2 separate regions of the Capsicum annuum genome follow, and region 2 is linked to region 1. Evidence: chromatin contacts called from public Hi-C data. All regions are on one chromosome and are shown on one strand. The core of a region is the stretch at or near the end of the contact, and the rest is flanking DNA. Distances in the headings are between cores, read along the strand shown.

Region 1 (4,877 bases), core at 2,285-4,784:
TGGATTTGCTTTTGGATATAATTCACTAACTTTTTCATGTGGCTTAATTGACAAAAATATAGATAATGACTTCATTTGGACGCAAACGCAAAGTGGCTGATTTTTTCCCATGATATTAGAATATATGTTCGGTTTTCTTTCTATATTATAAGCATGCAGATACAACTTTCAGTTCCTCGTCTGCTCCTGGAAGGGTTTGGTCCTCTACCTTGTAACATTTGAGGTTTCATTTCTTGTGTTGTCTTGAACAAGCCTATAAGAAGGAGTATCTATTAACTTGTCAAAGGAAATAATATTTATATTTCTATTTATTGGTTGTGAAGTTTCTATCTTCTTATTGTTTAACGGGATTTTCAAGACGGCAAAGATGCCCGAGGCATGGAGATGGAGTACAATGATTTCTTTTTATAAGAACAAGGGTGACACTCAGAGTTGCAACGACTACCGGAGTATTAAGTTGTTGAGTCACACGATAAAGATTTGGGAGAGGGTGGTTGAGCTTGAGGAGGATCGTGTCTATTTCTGAGAACCAATTTGGTTTTATGCTTGGTCGCTCGATGACATAGGCAATTCACCTGTTGCGGAGACTAGTAGAGCAGTATAGGGAGAGGAAGAAAGACTTGCACATGGTGTTCATTGACCTAGAAAAGGTGTACGACAAAGTTCCTAGAGAGGTTCTGTGGAGATGCTGGGAGGCAGTGGCGTATATCAGATCGATTAAGGACATGTATGATAGGACAAAAACTCGGGTGAGGACAGTGGGGGGAGATTCAGAGTAGTTCCCTGTTTTGATAGGGTTGCATCAGGGATCAACTCTTTAGCCCGTTTTTATTCTCCTTGGTGATGGATGTGTTGATGCAACATATTCAAGGAGAGGTGCCTTGATGTATGCTTTTTTAGGATGATGTAGTTTTAATTGATGAGATGCAGGGAGGTGTTAATGATAAATTGGAAGCTTGGAGACAAACCCTGGAGTCTAAAGAGTTCAGGTTGAGTAGGACCAAAACGGAGTACTTAGAATGCAAGTTTAATGACTTGAGGCAGGAGGACGAGGGGTAGTGAAGTTGGATTCTCAGGTGGTTTGTAAAAGGGATAGTTTTAAGTATCTTAGAGCCATGATTCAAGGGAATAGAGAGATTGATGAGGATGTCTCTCATCGTATTGGGGCAGGATGGATGAAATGGAGACTCGCCTCGGGGGTTTTGTGTGACAAAAGGGTGCCTCCCAAGCTAAAAGGTGAATTCTATAGAGTTGCTGTCCGTAAGGCCTTGGATGGTTTTAGGCAGGGTAGGGGTAGGCCAAAGAAATACTGGAGAGAGATGGTTAGACGTGACTTGGAGCAGTTAAAGCTTACTGACGACATGACCCTAGATAGGAAGGTATGGAGAACGCATATTAAGATAGAGGGCTATTGTGTGTGGATGAGTCGTAGTCAGTAGTTAGGAGTGCTTTGGGGTAGCTTGGCTAGTAGTCATAGGGCTTTGTACATAGGTTGGAGCGTCTAGTTAGGTGGGTTGGGGGGAGGTGTGTGTCTTTGGTTTGTTAGCATATGGTATTTCCTTGTGGGTGTTGTATCTCTGTTACTATATCTTGTTTCTTGTTCTATGACGATTTTGTTTACTGTCATTGTGTCCTGAGTCGGGGATCTATCGGAAACAGCCTCTCTACTTCTTCGGAGGTAGTGGTATGGACTGCGTACATTGTACCCTCCTCAGACCCCACTATGTGGGAATATGCTGGGTTTGTTGTTGTTGTTGTTGTATGTTTCTATCTTCTTGATAAGTGTTTACTTTAGAACTATTATGATTTGTTCTTGCAAAATCAACTGCTACAAACAGCTCCCCTAAAATAAATAGCATAGAAGACAGCGCCTTCTGCTTCTGCAAAAGTGATTATTGGAAGCACTTTCTGTCTACATAACACTAATATCTCTCATTTCAGGTGTGAAGTTGGCATCCAAGAAGTTCCAAAAGATTCTGCATTGGGAAGATTACGCGGAAGTGATAACGTGGTATGAATTGTGCACTTTCAACTCCCATTTTGCTGTTTCTTGGTCCATCCTTATTCCGTTACCTTTTTTCCGTTGGGAATTTACTCTCAATTGCTATGGATGTTTAACTACATAGTATGCATCGTTATTAGATTATCAAGGTAAAACATTTTTAATTGTCCAAACCCCTTTTGTGATGTCAGTGTAGTCATGTATAACATCATGCTGCTGATATTTTTTTTTTTCTTTTAATACTGTTGTGCGTTCAATCGATCTCCCAATTGTAGCAAGTGCACTATACCATCATGCTGTGATTCTAAAGAATATGAATATGTCTTTTCTACATCCTTACCCATGCCTAGGCGAACGCCTTGCTTTGTCTTACACTATGCATCATCTGGTGTTGCCTTGCAAAACTGTGCAGCTAAGGTCTTCGATTCTACCTTAATCCTAAAATGTACCCCTTGAACGTAGGAAGTTATTCAAACAGTAAGATTAATGACTGCATTTGTCGAAGAAGGGCAATGGTGACTCTGTGTCTGTCTTCGTTTGTCTACAGGTGGAGATATACACCCGTTGTTACGAGAAACGACCTTTGGTTATCCAAGGTGCTGGAGCAGGAAATGATACCACTGCAGCTGGTGTCCTAGCTGATATCCTTGACATTCAAGATTTATTCCCATAAACCAAGTGTTATACACTGCGATTCAAACATCCAATACTCAAAGGACGAAAGAAGTTTTGTCCATCGGCTAGCACATGGAATTTTGAAAAATTTCTCTATACGCGGGAGTTGCCAGTTTACAGTAAATTGCTGCATAACGACTGGAATGGAAAGTGTAAATTGAGCCATATATTTGCCTCAGTGCTAGACCATTTTGGTACCTGAACTTTTGATGTATGAAATGTTTTATGATCATGCTCATAATCTCCATTTTCCAGATATATACTTTTAGAAAATATTTATCTCACCAACCAAATACATGAAAGATGACTTTCATGATATCTTTTAGATGCACATATTCCTTCCGGGGGACAATTGGGGTCTGGAAATAAGTCTTTATGACAATCAACAATTCGCTTCATTTGCAATTAGGCCTAGCTCTAGCCTCTTTGACAAGAGAACACTTCACAAAATGCGCTTTGACAGCGAATGAGATCCTTAAAATTCAATCAGAACAACTTTAGGTGGGTAAGATATAGGATTCTTGTATAAGTCGCGTGGATCACAAGTAGTAAAAGTGAACGTAGGGAGTAAAAGAGAATGAATTACACCAAAATGTTAATGATGTTTCATTCTAAAAAAAAATGTTTGGTAAAATGGACAAATAGAAGAACCAAATGTTTACTCTTTGCTTCCTTCATTACTTCAACTACTAACACAACCACCAGACACCAACCCAGCTCAGAAATCCAACCAGATACCTCATTGTATTCCATGGCAACTGACCCCAACTTGTTTGGGACTGAGGTGTAGTTATTGTTATATCTAAAGTAGCAACCAGTAGGTCCTCCATCAGGCAAAAGAGCTAGCTTGACAGGTCCTTCAGCACCTTCTTCAACAGGCATTGTTCCAGTGTGCCAGTTTATATCCGTGTTGACGTATCCAGGATGGACACAATTGATGCACATTTTCGGGTACCTTCTTGCAAGGATTCTGGTGTAAGCATTAAGTGATACTTTTGAAATGCTATATGCTGGTAGCATCATCTGCCAACCGTTCACTTCCAGAGCATCTTGTTTCAGATCATACAGAAATTTCTGGAGAATCTTGTCGATTTTATCTTCTGTTAGGTTTTCAATATCTCCGAGCTCTTTTCTCCTCTCCTCTGCTCATTTGGTACTTGCTGCATGAGAATGAAAAAAATCGATAAGAAATATGAAATGTTATGATATCGTGTTCCCATCTTGTTTCTTCGATTACCAATCAAGAAAAACACAAGGATCCGTCTGCTATCTGTTGGATTTAATTTTCAGACTGAAAATGACTCAAGGTTATAAGGATATGGTCCTTTGGATGTTGATTGAGATAATTAATACAATCCCTTGAAATACAAGACTTCACCTAGAGTCGACTCTACTTGGATTCGAACCTGATTTCCAAATTGTCGCGCAAACTTTTAAATCGCAAGGTCACTTAGGCTTAGCACATTAATTTCAACTACAGCATACCTGGTATAATCCCACAAGTGAGGTCTTGAGAAGATAGGATGTAATAGACCTTACCCGTACCTTTGTGGGATAGAGAGGTTGTTTCTGACAGATCCTCGGCTCAAAAGAAGAGTTCGGAAGCAGGATTGTAAAAAAAAATATGACGGCAAACTAACAAGGTACAAAGCAAATGCAGTAACAGATAGAAATACACACTGAAGAATAAGAGACTACACAACTACTCTTAAATCTCCTTACTGGCGCATCCACACACACCTTTTTCACTTGTCTGAACCATCTTAAATCTTGAACAACCCTAACAAAATTCTAGGCTTAATCACCGGTCACCAAGGATAAACGAGACACTTCAAACAAATTGAAGGTTTCATTCTGATAATATATTAGCCAAAATTACAACTAGCTTGAAAACTAATACTCAAAGCACAAAAGAACAGGAATTGTGGACGCGCTGATAATCAATTTATGGGTGCGGGCTTGTGCTAAACGGTGGCAAACCGTGCAAAAACTTCTACTAACTTTGCTCTGGCAACTCTATAAGAAATGAATAGAAAGATGGGTCTTACCTTTAGTTCACTTCTAAGGGAGGAAACATTAACAATTCTTGCTGAAGTAGAATTTTGTAGCAGCGGAAGAAGAGCTTCAGTAACATTCTTATCACCATAGTAATTAGTGTCCAAGCATAATTTGGCACTCTCGTAGGTTGTTTTCATCGCAA
Region 2 (4,741 bases), core at 390-2,889, 300 kb after region 1:
AAGAAAACTGAAATATTTTTAAAAGGATCGAATGACCCAAGTTGAAAACTGTATCAGTATTGTATATGAACTGTATTTGAACTACGTGAGCCAAAATGACCCAAATTAATAAATGATTATAAAGTGAAAATAGTATATCTAACTAACCACATTTTGGAAAAATATCAAACTTGAGCTATTTGTTTTAAAAGGTGTTATAGAGTGTCCTTTTCCCTTTTAAAATAACAAAGGGCCCATAATACGTTGCTCTTGCAAAACAAATCTTATTCTTCAAACTTCACCATGGTCATTTTTTTTTAGCATAACTAAACTTTTCCTGCTATGTTTGGAGTTTGAGAAAGAGCCAAATCAAAAGGATTTATTGTATGCAATCTTACTTTGTATTTTTGCGAGAAATTTATTTCAGCCTTAGTAATTGAAAATTAATCATTCGTATATTTTACCAGTCTATTATAAAATTTGAAACTTCAGAACAATGATTAAGCTTACATAATGAAAACCAAAAAAATGCCTGATTAATGCGATTTCAAACAAATATTCTTGAAATTGGGTTGATTTCACTTCCAAGAACTAACAATAATTGGGCCACAGGATTGGGCCTTAGTTCAAATCCCCCCACCCCACGAAACCAAATTGCTCATAGCATGTTGCTCTTGCAAATCCTTAATTATCATTCTCCAAAGTTTACTAATAGTTGTTTTGGAGCCTTAACCAAAAATGACAGCTCGGTGCATTAAATTCTCATTATGCACAATATTTAAAAAAGAATTGGATCATAAAAATCTATTATACATAATCTTATTCTGCAGCTGTGCAAGATGTTATTTTTAGCCTTAGCAATTGAAAAGTAATCACTTATAAATCAATTTGAGACCTCAGAATATAACTATTTTTTTTTTCAAATAAATAAGAATGAATAATGGCTACCGAACACTATTTCAACCAAACAATTCAACCAAATATTCTTAAAATGGGTTGATTGCATATCATACAACAACAACATACTCAATGTATTCCTACAAAGTAGAGTCTGAGCAGGGTAAAGTGTACGCAATCCATACCACCACTTCAGATGAAGTTTGGAGGCTGTTTCCAAGTTTGATTGCATAATATGAACTAATAAAATTGCGAAAAATAACATAAACGTACACCTTAACTTAATATATTTACACAAATCCCCACCTTACAAAATAATTATAAAAATCTCAACAAATTATGTATCTTCGTTTGATGTATCGGGAGCTAATTATGTATTTCGATTGATCCAAAATCGAAAAAAATATATTGGGAGCTAATTATGTCTCTTTAATTATGTATCTTGATAGATCTAAAATCAGAAAAATATATTGAATCTAATTATGTATCTTTCCAAAGGAAAAAATGTATGTTCGTTGGATGTATTATGTATTTCGACAGATTCAAAATTGAAAATTTTTTTATCAGGAACTCATTATATATCTTTGTTGGATCTATCAGGGCAGAGCGAAAATCGGAATTTTCTATAATTAGGCAAAATATCAGAATTTTCAGTAATTAAACTCCAAACTATGAGAATTTATATTGTTCTTACAAAAAATTGGGCCTTAGTTCGAACCCCCGAATTGGGCCTTTACCCCCCACCCCACCCCAAACAATAAAGGCCCATAATTCATTTACCCCAGGTTCAAAAACCCTAATCTCATTCATCAATCCTCACTCGGTAGTGCTGCTCTATACTTCCATTATTATTATTAGCCAAAAAACCAAAACCGCCGCATTCCCACTAGCAGAGCCACCATGGTTGCCGCCAAGAAAACCGTAAAATCAAAATCCTCTCTTTATTAATCTCTGCATATAATTTTTTTTTGATTTAACAATTAAATCAAGAAAATGCATTTTTTTTTTTAATATTAAAGATATTTTTTTTTTTTTTTGTTTTTGGGAATGCAGAAGAAGACCCATGAGAGCATTAACAATAGGTTGGCTCTGGTGATGAAGAGTGGAAAATATACTTTGGGTTATAAGACTGTTCTTAAGACCCTTAGGAACTCTAAAGGTCAGTTCTTTTTTAGTTAAGTTTGTTGTTTTTGTTTTGCATTTAAATGTAATAATTGTATGTTTATGATTAATAAAGTAGAACAACAACTAGATTCCCAGTGTAATGGTACAAGTGACCTTATTATGCATTGTTGTAGATGGTCAAACATGGTTATGTTTGCATTTTAAAAGCAGAGTTTAAGTGTTGTGCACGGTCAGTGTACAAAATATTTTACACTATAGCAGGTTACCCAATATTTTGCATAAAAATTGAAAAAAGAAAAAATTGGTCAACCTGCAACAGCAGGTAAGTTTACCTGTTAGTGTAGAATATTTTGTATACCGATGGTGCACAAAACTTAAACTCTTTAAACTATGTCAAGTGATGCAGCTGGTGAATTTATGTTAAATGTTTGATCAAGGTTGTGTTAAAAAGTTGATCTTTTGCTCATTATTGTGCATAGCTATAGTCGTAGATCTTTTCATTTGATGTCAAGCCATGCAGTTGGTATATGTAAAAATGTTCGATCAAACCAACAGAATGCTTGAGTGTAATTTGTGTGCGTGTGTGTGTGGGTGTTGGGGGGGGGGGGTTAGGGTTTACACAAGACCAGTGGTGAAGCTAGAATTTTCACCAAGGGGGTTCGTGCAAAATGGCCGAAGGGGGTTCAACATTAACTATGTATACATAAAAAATAATTTTAACCATTTGTAAATAGTATAATTTTCCGCCGAAGGGGGTTCATACAATATGTGCACAGTAGATGATCAATTAGGTACTGTGTGAATAGGAGGCTCTGGTAGCCATAAGGTGGCTCCACCCCTTATTTAACCATGCATAGCTGTGTGGATAATACCCCCCTAGCCATAAGGTGGTGCCACCCCTGCATAGGACCTTTGTGAGGATGTAGGCTGTTTTCAATATATCCTAGACTTAAAGGAGGTGAAAGCAAAGATAGATTGGAAGGAAAATAACGACTACAAAATAGCAAGATTGATACAAGAAAAACAAGGAACTCACGAAGTGACTCAAAACAGTCCACAAACACCTCTCTCGGATTCACAACACAACACTAGAATGAGAAGATAACAAGGTGTTTGACGCCTATTTCAGCCAACCCAAACTAGCTTAACAACACATAAAATGAAGAACAAGAAGGCAACAATTTCGTCCAACAAGAACAAACACAAACCGAGAGTAGAGAACAAGAACAACACAACAAGTTTGCAAGAATGAAAAGGATAAATAGTGAGACAAAGATTATTACAAGATTAAGAACCAAGTGTATTTCAATACTAACCCCTAATGAATGTAATAATCAACACCACACTCTTACGGTGACCGCCAAGGGAACCAACGCACCTCAAGATCCACCGTTTCCAAGCAAAGGTCAGTGTTGGCTTTTCCAAGTCCTAAACTACAATGGCTATTCCAAGCCCTAACTAAGACTAAACTAAGGTGTTCTACTCTCAAAGAGAGGACTTTCAATGTTTCAATATTTCATCATTCATCAACTAAAGAGAAAACACCTAAAATGTACTACTTATAGTATATTACAAAAGGAGACAAAAAGACCACACTACCCTTAATGACCAAGGGTGGCCTTGGTCTGTTGGAAGACAATATGAATTGTCCAAAATGTAAGCTTGTGGTTCTTGGGTTACCATCAATGTAAGCTTCCAAGCAACCTTCCGTACACGGGATTGCTTTAAGTCATGCTCAAAACGGGCCTTCCTTGCATATCCTTGTGCTCTCGGTGCGACCAAGTCTTGAGCCTTTAGGTGTTGGCCTCCAAAAATGTCATCAAAAGCTAAGGCGGCCATTTGACTTGTATCAAAGCTGAACAAAGCAAAATAAGCTACATACAATAGTAAAAATTGATCAATAAGGTACTGTGTGAATACTAATTAATATTGATCTCTGGTAGATTATTATGCATAGTTGTAGATGGTCAACCGTGAACTTTGTTTGGTTTTTCATTGTATGTTAAGCCACGCAGCTGGTAAAGATATGTTAATGTTTGATTGAAGTAGTGTTAGAAAGCTCATCTTTAGCAGATTATTATGCACAGTAGATGATCAAACATGGGTTTTGTTTGACAAGAAATGTCATTCTGATTTAAATTTTTTCTAGGTATATATTCTCTGTATTCTTTCTCTCTCTCTTTTTTTTTTTTTTTTAAATTGAATATATCCTATGTATTCTTGCTGGTTGTAGTTCAAAACTCTTTTAGGTTAGTAAACTATGCGGTAAATGTTTAATGAGAAATTTTAACTTTGTTGCCATGGCTATGTTGATTAAAATTAAATATTGAGAATGATGGCATTATATATCTTCAAAATGTGTTTGTTTTCTGGCATCTTAGAGATTGATCTTTACAAGTTGAACGGGAAAAATGTTATTGTTGTCGCTGATTATGGATATGTACTGTTATGAGAAAGTTGTATTGACTGTGATGTAGCTTGAGTTTCTAAGTTTTGCTTTGGCAAATTACAGGAAAACTTATCATCATTGCCAACAACTGCCCTCCACTCAGGAAGTCCGAGATAGAGTATTACGCTATGTTGGCAAAGGTTGGAGTCCACCACTACAATGGAAGTAAGTACATCTCTTGTGTGTATGAACTGTAAGATTTAGATGTCTGAACCTTTTTCTTGTGCTTTCATAACATTCTTTATCTTGGAATCTGAATTATGTTACTTTGATTTTCAGTACCTTTTGTTT

What was found. A called contact is a pair of places that touch in the nucleus more often than the background predicts.
Region 2: a contact with region 1 is called in a Hi-C map of leaf, with 3 times the contacts expected there. The contact joins the promoter of LOC107848475 here to the enhancer-like site in region 1. A contact is called at or near these places in 4 of 5 Hi-C or Micro-C datasets (bud, leaf and placenta).

Annotation. Positions count from the first base shown.
Region 1 is chr11:219,306,142-219,311,018 of UCD10Xv1.1, forward strand. It overlaps LOC107848347 (bifunctional aspartokinase/homoserine dehydrogenase), which reads left to right. Exons shown (of 12, transcript XM_016693098.2): 11 at 1,942-2,011; 12 at 2,550-2,958. The coding sequence ends at 2,675. LOC107846912 (salutaridine reductase-like) reads right to left here. Exons shown (of 5, transcript XR_007047025.1): 4 at 4,726-4,877; 5 at 3,174-3,837. Among protein-coding and RNA genes, the nearest start is that of LOC107846912, 6.7 kb to the right of the region's middle. Within about 2 kb of position 3,535, at least 3 of the 5 cell types and tissues checked have an H3K27ac peak or open chromatin away from gene starts, as enhancers often do. A contact at or near this core is called in bud and leaf, where this site is marked.
Region 2 is chr11:219,610,577-219,615,317 of UCD10Xv1.1, forward strand. LOC107848475 (60S ribosomal protein L30) reads left to right here and starts at 1,640. Exons shown (of 5, transcript XM_016693246.2): 1 at 1,640-1,797; 2 at 1,930-2,035; 3 at 4,514-4,615. The coding sequence starts at 1,777.